Linked DNA regions of Gossypium hirsutum: region 2 is linked to region 1. The links are chromatin contacts, called in public Hi-C maps. All regions are on one chromosome and are shown on one strand. The core of a region is the stretch at or near the end of the contact, and the rest is flanking DNA. Distances in the headings are between cores, read along the strand shown. Region 1 holds the start of LOC107887767. Region 2 holds the start of LOC107886855 (inositol hexakisphosphate and diphosphoinositol-pentakisphosphate kinase VIP2).

Region 1 (5,360 bases), core at 1,347-3,846:
TAATGTGTCACTATCTACTGTCATATATTAATATATGTAATTTAAATTAAATTTTAATTAAGTATGGCTTATTATTAAATTTTAATTGTCAAAAGGAAATGCTATTATAATATTTTTTAACAAATATATTTATGTTGTGTTTGTTTCACAAAGAACAACTTTTAAAAAATAATTTTAGAAAAATTTATCAAACAACGAAAATATTTTACACAGAATCATCCAAATATGAGAATATATAAGCTTTTTCAAAAATCAATTTCCAAATGATGTTTTCAGTGAAACAAACGTGACCTTATATTAAGTCTACACCAACTCAATTGTGAAATTACTAAATTATCCTCTTATATACAAATTAAGTTACATTTTATAAGAATATTTTTGTCTTTTTATATATAATAAATCAATAAAATTTGATCATAATGAGACTTGAACCCAAAACATCCTACATAACAAACATTTAATTTTACCACTATAACCAAAAGCATTAATTGATACTTTTTTTTAATGCAAAGGTAAAAAAGTCAAGAGACTTGAAACGTTCCAGCAACAAAAAGTAAAGTTTTCGAGAAAACCAAAAGAAAATTAAAACCAGAAAACTAAAGAAAACCTTAGACACAGACCTCTCCTCTCTTGCAGAACGAAACGTTCGAAGCTAGTTGAAATCCTCTTTGAGATTGGTTAATGGGTTTACATGCAGCATTAATTCATTTTTATATCAACTTTTGATAAATATATTTGTTATATAATTTTTCACAGAATCACTAATAAAAGCTCTTTTTAAAAAAAATTTACCGAAATGGGTCGACTTTTTGATTATTTACCGGAATAGGCCATTTTCCGCAAAATCGCGTCTACGTCAGCGCGATGTCAGGGTACGTGTCAGACATCGCGTCCACGTCAGCGTGATTTGTTGACGTAGAAGGAAATCGTGCCCCCTAGGACGCGATTTGCTGACGTGGCATGAACAGTGTGTTTTTAGCTTAGAAAACTTTGAAAGGCCATAATTTTTGGCTCGGTTGTCCGATTGAGACGAATTTTTTTATTTCGAATAACTTTTCGAGATCTACGCGCTGGCAAACTGCTTAGAGATGAATAGGGACTAATTTGTAAAGTATAATTTGTTAGTTACGAGTATAGGGACTAAAGTGTAATTATTTCAAAATTAGCATGAAATTTTTGTATTTAAGAATATTTGAATGTTATGGAAGGATGAAATTGAATTTGAATTGAAAAACGAAGCTTAGATTTGAAAATATGACTATTTAGGTTTTAGGGACTAAATTGAATAAAATAGAAAATTTTAGGGAACTTCTCAAAAGTGGAATGAGCTGACTTATACCTATAACAGGATGATATAAGACAATTCTGCAAAAAAAATCCGGTGTTTACTTCAAATAAATGAGGAAAATAACGATTTGAATGTTTCAAAATTCAATTTTAAACCGAAAAAATCAAAATTTAGGGGCAAAAAAGGATCTTTTTCGACGAAAATGCTCGTAGATCTCGAAGAGTTATTCGAAATAAAAAAATTCGTCTCAATCGAACAACCGAGCCAAAAGTTATGGCCTTTCAAAGTTTTCCAAGCTAAAAACACACTGTTCATGCCACGTCAGTAAATCGCGTCCTAGGGGGCGCGATTTCCTTCCACGTCAACAAGTCGCGCTGATGTGGACGCGATGTCTGACACGTACCCTGACATCGCGCTGACGTGGACGCGATTTCGCGGAAAATTGCCTATTCTGGTAAATAATCAAAAAGTCGGCCCATTTCGGTAATTTTTTTTAAAAAGGGCTTTTTTTGGTAAAATAGCCCCATAAATCTAGTATTTATTATAACCGATAAAATTAAAATTTGAAATAGGTAAACTACATCCAATGTCACTAAACTATTAGTAGGTTTATATTTCGGTCATTAAACTTTAAAAAGTTATAAAATGATCATTAAACTAGTTTGAAAGGTTTTATTTAAGTCACTGGACTATTAAGATCGTTACTATTAAAATAATTCACTGACCATTTTTGTAACTTTTTAAAGTTGAATAACCAAAACGTAAATATACTAATAATTTAGTGACCTTTGGTGCAGTTTATCCTTTTGAAATTTGGGTAATCCCTCCCAACCCTGTGCCTTCGCCTTGTTCAAATGGTTTTAGTGGCTTTGGAATAATCTATTCTGTTATTTTTTTGTATATAAGGGCCCAGTTTCGTCTGACCCAACAAAAATCAAACAAATAAATAAAAATAAAAATAAAGTCTATTTACAAAAAATAATGGCCCAAATATAAAAAAATTTTAAAAAATAAAACCCAAGCCCACAACTTAAACTTTTTCATTTTTTAAAATAAAATTCGATTTCAAAAAAGATTTCGACTATTTGAATTATTATTTAATTAATAAAATATTTTTATCTAAATTTAATTATTAAAAATAAATATTAAATACTTTAAATAATAAAACATGCTTTTAAATGTAATCGCACCCAAAATAGAATTAAAAATAAGTATAAATATATATATATATTCTATTCCTGGTTATGGCAGCCATGGACAGTACACTTTGCATATAAATGCCCTGAAGATAGCTACAAATTAGGAGTAATATATTAAAAAATCGCAAATAGATATATTTTTGGATATTATTGATCCCTACTTGATTTGACAACATTAACTTTTTTTATATATAACTGCCTATCTGTGTTCATTCCTTTGATCAGATCACCATCATCATCTTGTAATAAAAATCGATCATGGCTGTGACCATCAAGCGAGCGGCCCTTATCGTTGCCGGTCTTGGCGTCTTATCATTCATATTGGGAGTCATAGCCGAAAACAAAAAGCCAGAAGCTGGAACCCCAATTCCTGGTAAAGGTGTGGTTATATGCAAGTATCCAAGGGATCCCTCCCTGGCCCTGGGCTACCTATCGGTTGCATTTCTGATGCTATCGACTATCGCTGGCTATTGGTCTCTGTTTTACCCTTACAAAGGGAAATCTGTTCCACACTCTGTCCTCTTTCAAAGCGCCAGTTTCTTCGTCTTCTTCAACATTGCCTTGTAACCCACTGCTCTCTCTCTCCATCATCATTATTATTATGTGATTCAATGATTTCCTTAATTATGTATGGCAGGTTTACAAGTGGGGTAGCAGCCACACTGCTGTTGTGGCCAACGATCACGGAGCACCTTCACTTGATTCGCAATGTTCATCACAATCCCACCACCACATGCCCTACTGCTAAGACTGGACTCCTTGGTGGTGGTGCCTTTGTATCCCTGGATTCAGCCCTCTTCTGGTTACTTGCCCTTATGTTGGCTGATAATGCCCGACATGATCACTTTTATGATGTTGAAAAACACAGCAAAGCTCAGGTTCTCCCAGATGGCTGCTGATTACCATGTCAATAGGGGTGCTGTGTAATGTAGTTCATGCCTCATCAACACCCAGATATCTGTCCCCAACTATCTTTATCTTTATCTTTCTGTATATGGTTTACACTTTGTTCCTATTTCACAGTATTTCTTCAGAAAAAGAAAATTTAAATTTCACCTTCTTTTACATCTGAATCTTAAATTCTACACTTTGATCATGATAATTATTTATTATATTTGGATCATTCAGCATTATTGCCACTTAAATTAGTAAATAATATGAAAGACAGAACATAGCAAGTGTTAAATATTTTCGGTCAAAAATAATAAATTAATAATTAAAGTATTCTCTATATTATTTTTTAATTCATAAAATTTAATTTTTGATGATTACTCAACACTGGTTCTCTCCTTTTTAAATCTCATAAAAGAAAAATGGAAAACAAAATTCAATTGCTTTATTTAATTTATTTGATTAACTTTTTAAAAAGTGACGTGTGATGTGAAATTTAAGCCCTTCAAATCTTTTCCTTTATTTCGATATTATATCTCTTTTGTAAATAAATTGAAATTACCATACAAAACAGGGTAAATTAGAAAAAAGAAAATATCGGTTTTAAAATATATTTAGTAAAGTACATCATTTTATTTTTCAAATTTAGAGAAATAGACAGATTTTAGAGAGAGAAGTACAAAATACGCAGCTAACGTGTCGGAAAACACTTTCTGCAAAACACGTTTTCTTTTATTACATTAGATTTTTTAGTTAGATGTTTAAATGATAATGGTATTGCTCGAGTTATTGGTTCGATTCATCTCCTATTCACATCTGTATTTTTCTTTTCATCTTGTTTTAAATTTCTTTTAAATTTTTAATTAATAAGTATATTGTTTTCAAGTTTTTTAATTTGACTTTTTAATTAATAATCTTTTATTTATATAAATAAAATGATAAATACGTAATTATATAATAAAAATGCATATTATATATATCATTGTGTTAAAAATATTTTTAATTAATAACTCCTTATTTATATATATAATAAAAATTAATTTTAATTTTATTATATTAGAATTTATCATACCCACAATGTAGATGAAAAAACAATGATATTTGAAATATTTTATATATAAAAATAAAAATAATAATGATATTTGATTTTATAGTATTAGAAATCACTATACTGCAATGTAAGTGGAGAAAATAAATATTTAATATATAAACAATTATATATAAAGAAAAAATATATCAAAAAAATTAATTTAAAGTAAAATATATTTAACATAATAATAAATATAAAAAAATGTATAATTTCATTATATAATAACATATTTATTATTTCATTTACATAAATAAAAGATTATAAATTAAAAGATGAATTAAAAAAATTGAAAACAATATATTTATTAATTAAAAATTTAAAAAAGAAACAAGAAATAGAAAATATAGATGTGAGGAGGAGAGGAATCAAACCTAAGACTCAAAAACAAAGTCACTAATGTTTAACCATCTAACCAAAGAAACTCGTTTTGTAGAAAATGTTTTCTGGCATGTCAGCTTAAAACGCTTACTGTAGAAAACGTTTTATATTTCTCTCTTTAAAATCGATTTATTTTCCTAAATATGCTCGGAATTTGATATTGTATTACAAGTGAGTTTACATTTACAGTCCAAAAGTCCTTCAAATGTCCAATAGATCCATTCACATTAATTTTATAAATGATAATAATATCATTTATTTCCACAAATTTTGCTCAATTAATAATTTGATAGGTCTATTCACATATTTCAATAAGCACATTAAGGCATTGTATAATTTATTAAATGGATAATTAAAAAAGAATATTAATATTTTAAATAATCAAACCAACTTTTTATTTCGAGCTTATCAACACTCTTAACAATAGAAAAACAAAATAGTGGATAAGATTTGGATTTAAACTTAAAAAGCAATCAAAGTTATTGCAACTATAAATATTAATAAAAAGACGAAG
Region 2 (5,360 bases), core at 840-3,339, 200 kb before region 1:
CTCTGAATTCTTTAATTTTTTAAGGCGTTACTTGACCAACATTTAGCACATTACTTGTAGCAAGATAGGAAAGTATGACAGTCAAAAAGTTATTCAATCATTATGTTAAGTTTCCCACATTGAAGTTACAAATTGATTCCCTATTGTGAACATGCAAATAGAATACATACATACAAAATTAGACATATATATAAATATAAGAACTTACTTCCTTAAAGCAGCATATTCTTCAGCCTTCTTGAGGGGAAATCCAGAGGAGTAGAATGCAATTAAACAATCACAGATTGGCCAGCTGAAACAAGCATAATTACAAGAAATTACGACCTCTCAGCTAGGTAAGAAAAACAATGTGAACCTTGACCGTTAGAGTTTGATAACGAGAAGTACACTCGTTACACAAATATGGACATCTCCCTCACACATCCTCCAACTTAACTCCCTCGAAAAATCATATAATCATTCAATGAAAGGAGACAGGGTAAATTATGATCTCAAATCACACAGTTGCTCAGACTCAAACTATACCTTTCGAAGAAAAAACAAATGACAAGAAAATAAATCAATAGGAAGATAACAGCTAAAAGTGAAGATTTCAAATTTTTCAACATAAATGCAACCGTCTATTTACTGCTTTCAACTGGAAATTTAATTAGCAAATCTGTGGATCTCCTCCACCCCTTCTTTCTTCTTCCTTTCTTCTGTCTTCTAAGTTTAAAATAAAAATAAATAAATGATAACGACACCAACAATGCCAATTATAACCAAAAAAAAAATATCACAATGTAAATCTGAGACAAAGTGATTCACTAATTAACCAAAAATGTACCTTTCTATCGGATCTTCAAGAATAACCCTATCACCGAAATGGAGAATCTACAAGAAGAAAAAAAGAAAGACATTGCAAAGCAAGAAATCCATAAGAACAAAACAACAAAACATTTTTCTTGAAGTACATGCGTCCAGCACTCATATCTTATGCATATTCGGACATGGATGTAAGAAATATGGCCGTTGAAGTACCCTTCAACTGCATGGAAAAAAATTGAACATGCATGTGTTGAATACATATCATATCCAATACTTAAACCCAAGTCTGATTAACATAGGGTGCAATATAGCACACACTAACAAACTCCAGCATAGCATTCCAAACACTTAATTAGAGTTTTACCAAAAAATAAAATTTACATTTTTCATCAATGTAAATGAGCAAACCATGATTTATCCATTTATATTTCCCGTAAACTAATTCAAGTTACATCAAATTCAACTCATACATAAATAAAACAATTCTAATTCAGATTAATTTAAAGTTTAAAAGTTATATCTTATCTACCTCAAATTCGCCAAAAGCCTTAATCCTGTCCAAAATCTGTCTCATTGGAGCTGAAAAAGCCTGAAAAAAGGACAGGAAATGTTTTAAAAGCTTAAAATTTAAGCATTAACACATAGCAATAAATAATAAATTATATTACTATACAAAGTCATACGTCGTCCAATTATATTATATTTTTTATGAAAAAATTATAATTTCTTCATATATTTAGTAGAAAACTCGAGCGAACAAAAGAGACAAGGACCTCGCTTCCGCATTTCACCTTCTTTTCCATGACGCAAACGCCAACAATTATCTTCTTATATCCTCTTCCATCTCCTGCTCCTACCATCTCTGAGTCTTCCTTTTTCTCTTTATATCTCAAAAAAGAAAAGTAATCTCAGCGAACAAAAAAGAACACTGCGACGGAAAACTCTTCCGCTGCCAATCACCGCCAGAACGCAAATCGGAAACTTCCAGGTATATATATTCTCATACGTATAATATAAGATCAAGAAGAAGTAAAAAGATAAAATAAAATAAAACAGTAAAAACGGGAAAAAAAAAGAAGAAAAAACAGAGAAAGCGATTCAGCGAAGAATAAAGAAGGCAAGGCGTTGAGTAAGTCGCGCGAAATATCGGAGAGGAAAATGAGATGGAACGCTTTCAAAGCCGAACAAAAATGAAAAACTTCTATTTTTTGAATTAAAAATATATTTATAGATTCCTTTTAGTATTGAGGGTGGGGGTGTTTGGAGAGGAAAGATATTGGATTCCGGAATATTCAAATGGATGATGATTTTGCTTTGTGACAGGGACGTGCAAAGTTTGAGGGGTTTTTTTGGTAAATCTCTTACCCTTTAATTTCTAACTACATCTCCAACTTTAAACCTTATATCAATTAAACCTATTACTTTCACATTGATACATTATATGTATGTATGCATGTATACATGTATTTTTAATTATTTTAAGTACCACTTAACGGTGAAATGAAATGACTTAATCAATATAAACTTTAAAATTTGACAATGTGATTAAAATATTTTAAAGTTTGAGGATCAATTTAAAATATTATTTGTAGTTTGAAAATGTTTGGTTCAATTTTAAGGGCGAATTCGGGGGCTGGCAGGGGCCTAGGCCCCCTAAAATAAATTTTTTTATTTAGGTCTTTTAAATTTTTTAAAATTTTAAATTAGTAAAGGTAAAATTGTATTTTGTCCCCCCAATGATAAAATTTTGATTTAATCCTTTAAAAATTACAATTTAATTTCGACCCCTAAACAATTTTCTAGCTTCACCCCTGTACAATTTACTATTTTTCATAAGTTTAATAGAGTGTTTAATTTTGAATTTTCTTTAATATAAACAAATATATAATAAATTTGATATTTTTAATCATAACACAAAAATAAGTTGTTTTAGATTTATTAATTTCAACATCCATTATGTACTAATTTCAAGCTAATATAAAAATAATATAATACAAAAAAGTTTATATTTGGTAGATTCACATCTCTTTTATATATTTATTTTTTTAAAACTTGTAGGGAAAGTTTGAAACCACACATAAACTTTTATCAAATGTGTAATTAGTGATGACAATGGTGCAAGGTGAATTGTTGTCCACCTCGACCTCGACCCTAAGTTCTACTCTCGTCTCTCGACTCTAACTCAATCCCGACATTAGAAAAATAAACTTGCCCTAACCTCAACCCAAAATTTTATTAAAAGTCCGATTTCAACCCAACCTGATGGAAGTTTATTTCATTTTATTGCTTCAAATTAACCAATTCTTTGATTATAAAACACTTCACTCTAATATGTTGAATTCTTTTATCATGAAACAATGTCTTGATTGCTTACTTGATAATATAAATTATGTATATTAGTCACTTTGCTAAATCTGATTCAATTGGAGCTACTAGTTCAGGAAAAAAGAACAATAGTGCAGTAGGCAGTAGATGAATTTTATAGACGTTTAAAGCTATTTACTTGCCTACAATAGATTAGTTTATTCAATCAATGGCTCCATGTAAATAGCACAAGACAAATACTATTACATGGTCATATACGAATTTTGTATTTGGTTTTTTTCTACAGGTTTATGCCCCTTTCAAGCATCCAATGTCTAATTTCAACTATCATTACTTTAGTGTAATCACTAACAACCACTGCCAGAAATCAAGTAAGTACATAAATTTACAGCCCTTAAAATCATTTAGGGATTAAATCATAAATAAAAATAAAATGAGGAGTAATTTTGTAAATATCCCAGGGTAAGGCGGTCTAAACTCAATCTCGATCGAGAACTTTAAAAAAAGAGATAATGTCACATTTGGTATCTATACTTTCATAAAATGTCCATGTGATGCCTGTACTTTAAAAATGTCTAATGTAGTACTTGAACTATTAATTTGTGTATTATTTGGTACTTGTACTTTTATAAAATGTTTAATGTAGTACTTCTACTTTGAAAACATCCAATGTGGTACTTATACTTTGAAAATGTTTAATGTGGTACCCGAACTATCAATCTGTGTATTATTATGATATATGGAATTAACACCTTTAGTAAATGCTAAACCAACAAATGAAAATTCAACACATAATTTTTTTTCCAAATCATTAATTTCACATGAATAATAATATTATGAAAAATAAATAATAAAGCATAAAAAATGGAATTAAATTAAATTAAATTTAAAAAACAAATAATTAAATCTAAACCATATAAGTTTAACTTTAAAAAAACATCATTTTTTTAACTCAAGATTACTTAGATTTTGTTGTTTTCCAAAATTTATATAAACCAAAATTTCCCATTTATTGAGCTTGAATAGAAGTTTAAATATCTTGATCTCAAATATCATTTCATTTTTTTTCCATTTCACGTAATATTATGTTATTCATATGGAATTAATGATTTGAAAAAAATTCATGTGTCGAATTTTCATTAGTTGGCTTAGTATTTACTATGGGTGTTAAATTTAGATACCATAATAATACATAAATTGATAATTCAAGTACTACATTGAACATTCTCAAAGTATAAGTACCACATTAGACAATTTATGAAAGTACAAGTACTAAATAATACACAAATTGATAGTTCAGGTACCACATTGGACATTTTATGAAAGTACAAATACCAAATAATATACAAATTAATAGTTTAGGTATCACATTGAACATTTTATAAAAGTACAAGTAGCAAATGTGACATTACCCCTTTTAAAAACAAAAAACCATTCTACATTTTCAAAAAAAAAAAAATCCAACCCTATTGGATAGGATTGGGTTGAAACCAGTTAGTTTCGAGTTCTTTTTACCATCCTTATGTGCAATGTTATACACAAATTTTGATTTTATGCATTTTTTTACATTAAATATTAATTTGATTTAACTTTCACAAATCACTAACACAATTATTGATATAATACTAATTTACACTAACATGATGCATGCACAAATAATTGTATTTATTCAATATAAAAATAAATTAATGTATTTTATTTTTTTTAAAATGTATGTAATTGAATCAAAATTAGTGTTTCATGTATATATTTGAACAACCATCAAAGTTTCAAAAGTATAATTGCATCAAATCATAGTTCATGTATCAAATTGTATATTATATGAGAGTTTATGTATAGTTTTGATATTTATCCCAATTTTTTACTATATCCTATATACACTTGTCATCATCCCAACCCTACTTGTAGAATTTTTAAATTCTACTAGTAATGTACCAAATATTTTCCTATATAAAAACTGATAGAAGTATACTGATGTTTCAAATTTTATATAATACATATTATTAAAATATCAAAATTTTACTATAAAATTATAAAACTTAGATTGACGTGTGGACTAAAGTTTCAAATAAAACTATTTTAATTTAAGAGAGAAATTTACTTATACCGATGTAAAATTTAAGTGGTTTTATATCCTTTTATAATTTTTTTATACGATTAATATTTTAATAATATAACTGTTTCAAGATACTTGTACTTGTCATGCATGTAAATTTTTTTAATTGATT

The links. A called contact is a pair of places that touch in the nucleus more often than the background predicts.
Region 2: a contact with region 1 is called in a Hi-C map of leaf, with 2.8 times the contacts expected there. The contact joins the promoter of LOC107886855 here to the promoter of LOC107887767 in region 1. A contact is called at or near these places in 8 of 34 Hi-C or Micro-C datasets (callus, hypocotyl and leaf).

Annotation. Positions count from the first base shown.
Region 1 is chrD04:8,313,428-8,318,787 of Gossypium_hirsutum_v2.1, reverse strand. It overlaps LOC107887767, which reads left to right and starts at 2,596. Exons shown (of 2, transcript XM_016811996.2): 1 at 2,596-3,050; 2 at 3,125-3,552. The coding sequence starts at 2,746. The coding sequence ends at 3,386.
Region 2 is chrD04:8,510,670-8,516,029 of Gossypium_hirsutum_v2.1, reverse strand. It overlaps LOC107886855 (inositol hexakisphosphate and diphosphoinositol-pentakisphosphate kinase VIP2), which reads right to left and starts at 2,089. Exons shown (of 30, transcript XM_016810941.2): 1 at 1,581-2,089; 2 at 1,337-1,396; 3 at 827-873; 4 at 209-292. The coding sequence starts at 1,667.